Regions from separate parts of the Sus scrofa genome. Here region 1 is linked to region 2. A link is a contact called in public HiChIP or PLAC-seq data. All regions are on one chromosome and are shown on one strand. Each heading gives the region's core, a stretch centred on a gene start, on an enhancer-like site or on the middle of the called end of the contact. The rest is flanking DNA. Distances are from core to core; before and after follow the strand shown.

Region 1 (3,816 bases), core at 1,003-3,502, 150 kb before region 2:
GGCATAGCTGTGGCTGTGGTGTAGGCCAGCAGCTGTAGCTCCAATTCGACCCCTGGCCTGGGAACCTCCATATACAGCAGTGCAGCCCTGAAAAAGACAAAATAAAATAAAATAAAATAATAAAATAAAATAAAATAAAATAAAATTCAAATGATTTGAAATCAAATAAATTGAAACATCCAGTCCATTGCTCTTACGAGCCACATCTCAAATGCTCGGTTGTCACCTCCAATTACGGACTGCCACCCTGCCGAGCACAGAGTCCATCTTCAGCACTGCAGACAGTGCTACTGGACAGTCCTGTTCCAGGGTCTCCTCTAGTACAGATGATCCGTTCAAAGAAGAGCTCAACCAATAGACCTCCCAGAACGAGAGCCCAGCAAGGAAGCAGAAGAGGAGCAGCTTTGAAACAAACAGGCACCGTCTTGGTGTCACACAGTAACCTTCCATGGAAAGCAGACCCGTTTCTGTGCTTCCTCTTTTTATAGAACTTTAAAACCCTTTAGGGGTTTCTTTTTTGGTGGAGGGAAAGGGACCAGGAAGTCATGAACTCTGTTGATGTATCTCCTTCGGAAAAACAGAGACACACATCTCCGCCCCAAATCATCATTCTTAGAAAATGCTAGTGAGCATCTCTGGGTGCAAGTCATCGTGTTATTAAAGTCAGCAGCAGATTCGGTTGAGAATAGGAAGGAAGCCCAGGACGACAGACTTTCACAGGAAATGGAGAAAACCGAGAATCTTGACTCAGGTTTTCTGCAGTTGCGTTGCGGGCTGCTTTAGAACCATCTACCTTTCAGTGACATGCAACCCCCACGTCTCCAAATGAGCTCACCGAGACCCTGAGACAAAGAAGTAATTTGCCCAAAGATCCTTACGAGGTCACTTGCCATGGCCCAGGACTGGGGCAGAGTCTCCCTTCTCGTAGGATTTTACCCGCATTGCTGCTACCTCCTCACCTTACATACTAGCCAGACAGACACCCCGACCCTCCCCCCTTTAAAACAAATTCTATGTGAAAAATAATTACTGTTTAAAGAAGATATAATACCCAGGTTGGGGGAAAGCACTATAATTGTGCAAATGAGTATTTGCCAAATATCTCTGCCTGGCTGTGTTTCTTTGTGAAATGTTGTTGAGTCTGGCCACTTGCTCAGGTGCTGTCTGGCCACCCTCAAAACCCCTCACCTCTGGCCATCTCAGAGAGAGAGAGGATGGCACCAGTGAAGCCTCCACCGCTAAGAGCAGACTCTCCTTAAGCACAGACACCTTGGGGAATGGGGTGCTTCTGGCACCCCACAGGAATTTCAGGGAAGACTCTAGCGGCTTCTGATTGGATTTAAAGCCTGGAGCCACAGCCCCCAGAAGAGAGAGCTTTGAGGTGGGCCCTGCTCTTGGCCTTGGTTTGGGGGATCAGCAGAACAGTGGTTAGGAGCAGAGACTTTATGTCAAAAGGGTCTGACTTCCAATCCAAGCATGTGATTGGGTCGCTCCATGACCTCAACCTCAACCTCCAAATTTGAAATAAGACCCGTTACCCTGTGATTTTTTTGAAGGGATTAAACTTGTTACTATTAACATAGTATTTTGGTGTCAGAAACATGAAACTCACGCCCCCATGAAAGGTGATGCCATTGTCACCAGGTCTGAGAACCCCCGGAAGGTGGGGAAAGACACTCTGGGTCTCCTGCCTCCCTCCCTGGAGGCAGCCTTCAGACCTCCGCTTCTCTGCCACGGCTGAGGGAGCATCTCCCGTTTTAGCTCTCAGATTCTGCTACTTTAATAAATGCGTCAGACCACAAGGGGGTGCTTTATTCTAAAGTTTGATAAGAGGAGGCTTTTCCAACCATACAAGTGAATAGCCAAGTGCATTCAGCATCATTATCAAGCGTCAACTTCCTAACCCTGATACGAGCATCCAGGTAGGCTCCCGCCCTCTGTAACCTATGAGCAAGGAGCACAGGGCGCCCATGGAGAACCGAGTCCCTCTTGTCTCTGCCAGGGAGGAAGGGGAAGATAGCTTCAGCAAAGCTGATGCCTGTATCTGGTTTCTTTTTCTACCGCATTATGTAAACCTCTGACAAACCTACACACGTGTTAGGTGGTTTCCCCCGATTTCTGTCTTAGTCCCCTGCTGAGCAATGGTTCACAGGGTGCAATGATGAGAAAGCGAAGGAGGGTGTCCTGGTGTCCTCCACCCTGCAGTGGGGACCAGACCACTTCCCCCTTGTAGCGCAGTGACGGAAGGCTTTGGGCGTGAGTACAGATCATGAGGTTCTGTGTGTAAAGCAGACGCCCACACCTCTTAGTGTGCACCTTGCCAACATGCACACCCTCGGGTCTCACTGAGTTAGCATCCCACCAACAAGAGCCATCCTGCCCATTGGGTTAACTCCCTTGGATTCGTAGAGCAGTAGCTAAAGGACTTTGCAGCCAGTGTGTAGCCATCATTGAGAGACAATGTGGAATTAGCAGTTCTGGGGCTGAGGCCAGGCTCCGTCACTACCTGGCTGTGTGACTTGGGGCGATTCCTTGAATGCCGTTCACCTGTCAAATGGTGAGCCAGGAAGGCAGGTAGAGGAGATGGTTTCTAACGTCCTCTTCAATCCCAGCAACCTGGAAGTCAGGCTCCTTTCTCCCTGCATCAGCTAAGTTTGGGGCTATTGCGGAGGCTGGGAGGGTTTTGAGGGGGATCCAAGACAAAAGCAAGCAAAGACAGTGGGAAGGTGGGGAACGGCAGGAAGAGGATGGAGTGAGGAAACGCTTGGCTCGGAGACGAGATGGGACTGAGAGAGAGGGAGAGCGCTGCAGAGAGAAGAACCCAGATCCTGCAAACGGGGGCTAAGACATCAGGGCAAAGTGGGAGGACCTGTACAATGGGGAAAGGGGGGGAGGTTTTCTTTGGATCCAGGCAGAGGATTAGCCTGAAGCTAGTTTTCTAGCTGATCCTCTGATAACAGCTTTCTAAAGGCTTGTGTTGATGTCTTTACCAACTCCTCTGACCTTTTAATCCTTCTGAAAGTGACCTGCCCCCTCTCTCCCCTAATGAGAACAGAGGCAAAGAAAAGAAAGTTTGCCGCCAGCCGCTCCAAGAACATTCGGTTGATTTTCTCATTGCTTTTCAGGCTGCGCCCAACAACCTTCCCTGTAAAATGCCGAAACGGCCTGCACCCGAGTCACAGCACCTGCGGTCAACCAGCTGCCCCACGAAGAAACCTCTTCGAGCAGTTTCCTTCAGTCCCGTTGTATTTTGAGTGAGAAAATCGGGGCAACTGCACATCAACTTCATTGTCGTAGACTCACTTTCACTTTAATTAAGAAATTCATACATTTTTCTTCTAATAAAACCCCGAACACATGGTGGAAGGCACAGGGGACGCAAGATGAGCAGGACAGCACCAGGCCACTTGGCTCAGAGAAAAGACAAGGCAAGTTTGCTGCCTTCCACCAGTTACTGAATTTGGACGAGAGCTGCATTTGTCCTTTTGAAAGGATCTGACTCAGCTTCTTCGAATTTTATGAGCACTCTGGTCCTGCTATTTGAGAATCATATGACCCTTACTTATCTGATACTGGACATTTTATTGTTGGGTGAAAAAAATAAACTCAATTACTAAAAATGTGAACAGACTTCCCAGGGATCTAGTCAGATATATGCATTTATGGAGACTGCGATCACGTCACCAGAAATCATATATATATATATGTGTATAAAATATATATAATGTAGACAGCATATATTAAGATATATAATGTATTTTAAGACACATATTGATATACATATAAAATAATATCTATTATATATTATTATAATAT
Region 2 (4,043 bases), core at 879-3,378:
ATTTCTACATGTGAGTCTTGCAAATTTTCTGCAAGAAACATCTATTAACAAATTTTTTTTGATAAATCTACCTACAAAGAGAGAAAGATCAACTATATTCTATTCTTCGTATCTTAATTTCCAGAGCATAAACACGGGTATCAATCTAATTACTTAGAGTCATCAGATAAAGGCGTGAACCAAATACAATGCTCCAAAATACCTCAGACTGGCATCACAGCCGACTAAAGCAGCATCAGATGAAAGTGAACTGCATACAAAGCGGACCCTGCTGAAAGCTAAGGGCTATGAGAGTTTGAAAGCTATTAGCTTTCAAGTAGAGTAGACTCTTCTTGAAATGCAGGAAGAAAGTCACCCATATTTTCTGATTCTAACAAGACGTAGCCCTTACTTCTAATGGCGAAGGTTGAACGCGTATATGTTCTTTCTGTTATCCAACTCAGGAGATTCTTTATGGGAAAAAAATTACCTTAAATATGGAACAAGCACTGTGCACCCAAATAGTCATCATAACAGTATTTATTCTAGCAAAGAAAGGGAAGCCACCAAACAACGGAGCTGTGTGTCCTAACAAGAGACACGTACGTCACCTCTCGTTTTGGCTGGGGTTTGATAAACCTGGGAGAGGAGAACTGGTGTTTTCTTTCCAAACACATCCCAGCTGAAGCAGTATATGACCCACACTCCTCCGCCTGCCACCAACACACTGGTTTCGCTCAAGATGTGGCATCGGCTCTGCCCTCACCTAGGGCTGGGGAGTCTGACAATTCCCCCCACCCACCATCTCCCAGGGCTTTAGAACCTGATGGGTCTTGCAGTTTCTGTTTTCTGTTCTATCCAAACATTTGAGTTCGTTTATAATTAAAAATGTTTTCCTATGACAATCTTTTTTCTCCCAGAGCTTATAACATATTTCTATGCTGTTTCTCTTATTTTTTTCCTTGGTAAGTTTTTATCTTCTAACTTGACCAGGAGAAAACTCCACCCTCTTCTTATAAACAAACCATAAAGTGACAGGACATCTCAATGTGCAAAGAGCAGCAAGTAAAATTTGACTAGACCTGCCACGGAAAATTCCAACACACACACACACAAAACGCATCTTAGAAAATATTTGTAATAATTGTATATCTTGTCTCAGGCAGACTAGCATTCTGAAACACCCTATTCTCTAGACACATACCCTTTCAGACTGCGTCCCCCAAATGGGTATGTGAATTAAAGCAGCTGCACAGAAAGTCTTCTAATCTAGGGAAAAATTATAGCTGTCAAATATATCAGGGACATGGCCCAAATATAAGAAATAGATTTTCCTGTAATGAAAATCAAATTATTGAAAAAAACTAGATTTTAAACATTATTCTTAAAATGAGACTCCCCACCTCTTACTCCAAATATTATTGAGCAACTGCTACAAGCCTTCACCTAATATTTCCATTTTGCATGCATTTTAACAACTGTTATGTCAACCTACATTTCTAGCTAACAAGTGGTTACCTAGTCTTAAGCTGCTGAAATGCCATTCTTGGGTTTCATTTTAGGACAAGAAAAGAAAGTTAAGTTGGGGCCACACTGTGCACAGGGGATGGGAGGGTTTTGTGTTCAGACAAACTGAGCCTCCATCCTGGTGGCTGGTGACACCAGGCCAAGTGACGCTGCTCTCAGCCCCATACCTCAGCTTTGCCATCAAAAAAAAAAAAAAAAAAAGAAAGAAAGAAAGAAAAAGAAAGTGAAACCAAACCAAAAGTTAAGTGGGACCATCTGCCTCACGAGACAGTTTGAATTCCTGAAAGAGATGACGGAGGTCAGAGACTGGGCCCAGAGGGGAGGGTCAGTGTGTCAGCTCTTCCCAAAAGCACTCCTTAAACTGTCAAACAACTGTATGTAGATCCGCTAAGGATCAGACAAAATTGTAACCACCTGATGTACCACGGGCAGGATATTTACAACATTCATTTTTTCAAACGATGTTTAAGAAAATGAACATGTACAAACACAAGTCCTCGAACAGCACATCCTGCTACACGAAGTCGTCCCTCTGAACACGCATCCGCCCACTTTGGGCTCCTAGGAAGACACGTGTCACTATTCAGACGAGTGCCCTCGTGGGGTCAAACAAAACTAGAGGAAAAGAACAGACAGATACATGCGTAATCTGAATGGCTATCTTGTGGTCTGGCTGCCGTCAGAGGCCATCTCTTTACTCGTGCAACACGCTGCACAACTGGAAGGTAGTTTCCAAAGGCTGCCCTCGCCCCGGAGCCCGGGTCACGGTGAGTTACAGCCGCGCAGCCTCAGAGCCGGGCCGGCTGATCACACCGGCGCCATCGGCGGAAAGTCCCCGCACGCGGGGTCTGAACCCATCTGGAAGGCAGAGCCGGCAGTTCCTCCTCCAACTGATCCGGGCAAGGGTGTAGACAAGCCCAGTCACAGCCACCGAGGTTCTCGCCTGAGGCTGCTGAAGCCTAATGACGGGCGAGAAGAGACGGCAAGGGAAGGGAACCACAGCAAGGAAAGCGCACACGCAGGAAGGGGGAGAGAGGAGAAAAACTTCAGCCCCTCCAATAAGGCGACCTCAGAAATACCGGCTCCTGCGCTGGGCTCCCCCACAGCCGCCCTTCCCCGGGAAAAACAAACACAAAGCTGGTTGCAGCGGCACGCTCAGGTGTAAGCTGCAACCAGGCTGTTTCCTTCCATTTGGAAATGCAAAGCGCAGGCCAATGCACATATGCACCTATTACACTTTCAAATTTCACTGCCGAATTATTTTATACACACACACAGACAAAAATGAAAGAACAAACCTTTTTTTTTTTGTCTTTTTGCCATTTCTTGGGCCACTCCCACGTCATATGGAGGTTCCCAGGCTAGGGGTCCAATCGGAGCTGTAACCTCCCGTCTACGGCAGAGCCACAGCAATGTGGCTGGCTCCTCTGATGAAGCATTTGGTCTTTCACAGGCACCTGTGGCTGGCAGGACCTTTACACACACACACACACACACACACACACACGTTAAATGCGGCTTATCTACCACACAGAGAATCAGTTGGGAAAGTGAGATGTGATGCCTGAAAGTCAGCACCCCCACCGCAGGCTGGGGGACCAGGGGCCCTGCGTTCAGGGCACGTCCCCGGGTCAGTGTTCGGACAGGTTAGAGGTGAGAGGCCCAGACCCGGCAGGTCAGGCAGAGGCTTCAGGTTTCCCGGGAGCTAAGGCCAGACACGCCATGTGTGCTGACCTGCACCCGGGACCCAGGAGCCCATGACAGCCCCAGTTAGCATCCTCCCAGCTGATGCCCGAGTTTACATCCTCATTTTAATGTCACAAACCAACTCGTCAAATTCCAGCTCTGCCTCACTCTTAACAGTTACATGTATAAAGGAAGCAAAATTTCACAAAGGGAATGCTCCCTCATTACAAAATAACAACTGTTGAAATCCCAAATAGGGCAAGCTAGAAAAAGGGAGTTTATTCAATACAGCTACTCGAACTTGCCAGGAATACACGCATTAATTATATAGCCACAAATTTAATTTGTTTTTAAATAACCTTGAATCATCTGTAAATCATACTTCCATCTTTTTTTTTTTACATGAATTTCTACCCAGGGTAGCAGGAAGAAAAATATCTCGATTTTTTTAACAGAGAACTGGGTGAACTTCATATATCGAAAAGCACTTGTTGGATTTTTAGTAATCTACAGTTAGTGAAAGAGAAGCAATCGATTCAGGCAGAGCACCTGGCATGCAGGTCTGTGCAAGAGCCTTACACACCCCCCCAAACACAGAAAACACAGACACGGGCACGGTCACCCCACAGCTGCGTGAGGAGGTCAACTACCACTGGCTCCTCTTCTCCGGGGTGAGGACCCACCACCCACACCATGGGAATCTGAGAGAGAGAAGGAGAAAGAGAGCAAAGAGAGAGGGGGGCGGGCACAGAAAGACCCCTTCAGACGGGGTTGCTCAGGGCCAGGGGCAGGTGCCAAAACCACCTTTCTCTTAAATACAGATGGATTCAGTCATAAAAATAGCATTAATC

The links. HiChIP or PLAC-seq counts read pairs in DNA pulled down with a chosen protein or histone mark.
Region 1: an H3K27ac HiChIP or PLAC-seq map of alveolar macrophages shows a contact between it and region 2. The contact joins two enhancer-like sites. A contact is called at or near these places in 2 of 47 Hi-C or Micro-C datasets (brain and embryonic fibroblasts) and 1 of 2 datasets of contacts at active chromatin or transcription factors (alveolar macrophages).

Annotation. Positions count from the first base shown.
Region 1 is chr7:8,700,602-8,704,417 of Sscrofa11.1, reverse strand. No RefSeq gene overlaps it. Among named protein-coding and RNA genes, the nearest start is that of EDN1, 50 kb to the left of the region's middle. Within about 2 kb of position 2,252, at least 16 of the 83 cell types and tissues checked have an H3K27ac peak or open chromatin away from gene starts, as enhancers often do. A contact at or near this core is called in alveolar macrophages, where this site is marked.
Region 2 is chr7:8,554,251-8,558,293 of Sscrofa11.1, reverse strand. All of the region lies in intron 2 of HIVEP1 (zinc finger protein 40), which reads right to left. Among named protein-coding and RNA genes, the nearest start is that of HIVEP1, 40 kb to the right of the region's middle. Within about 2 kb of position 2,128, at least 39 of the 83 cell types and tissues checked have an H3K27ac peak or open chromatin away from gene starts, as enhancers often do. A contact at or near this core is called in alveolar macrophages, where this site is marked.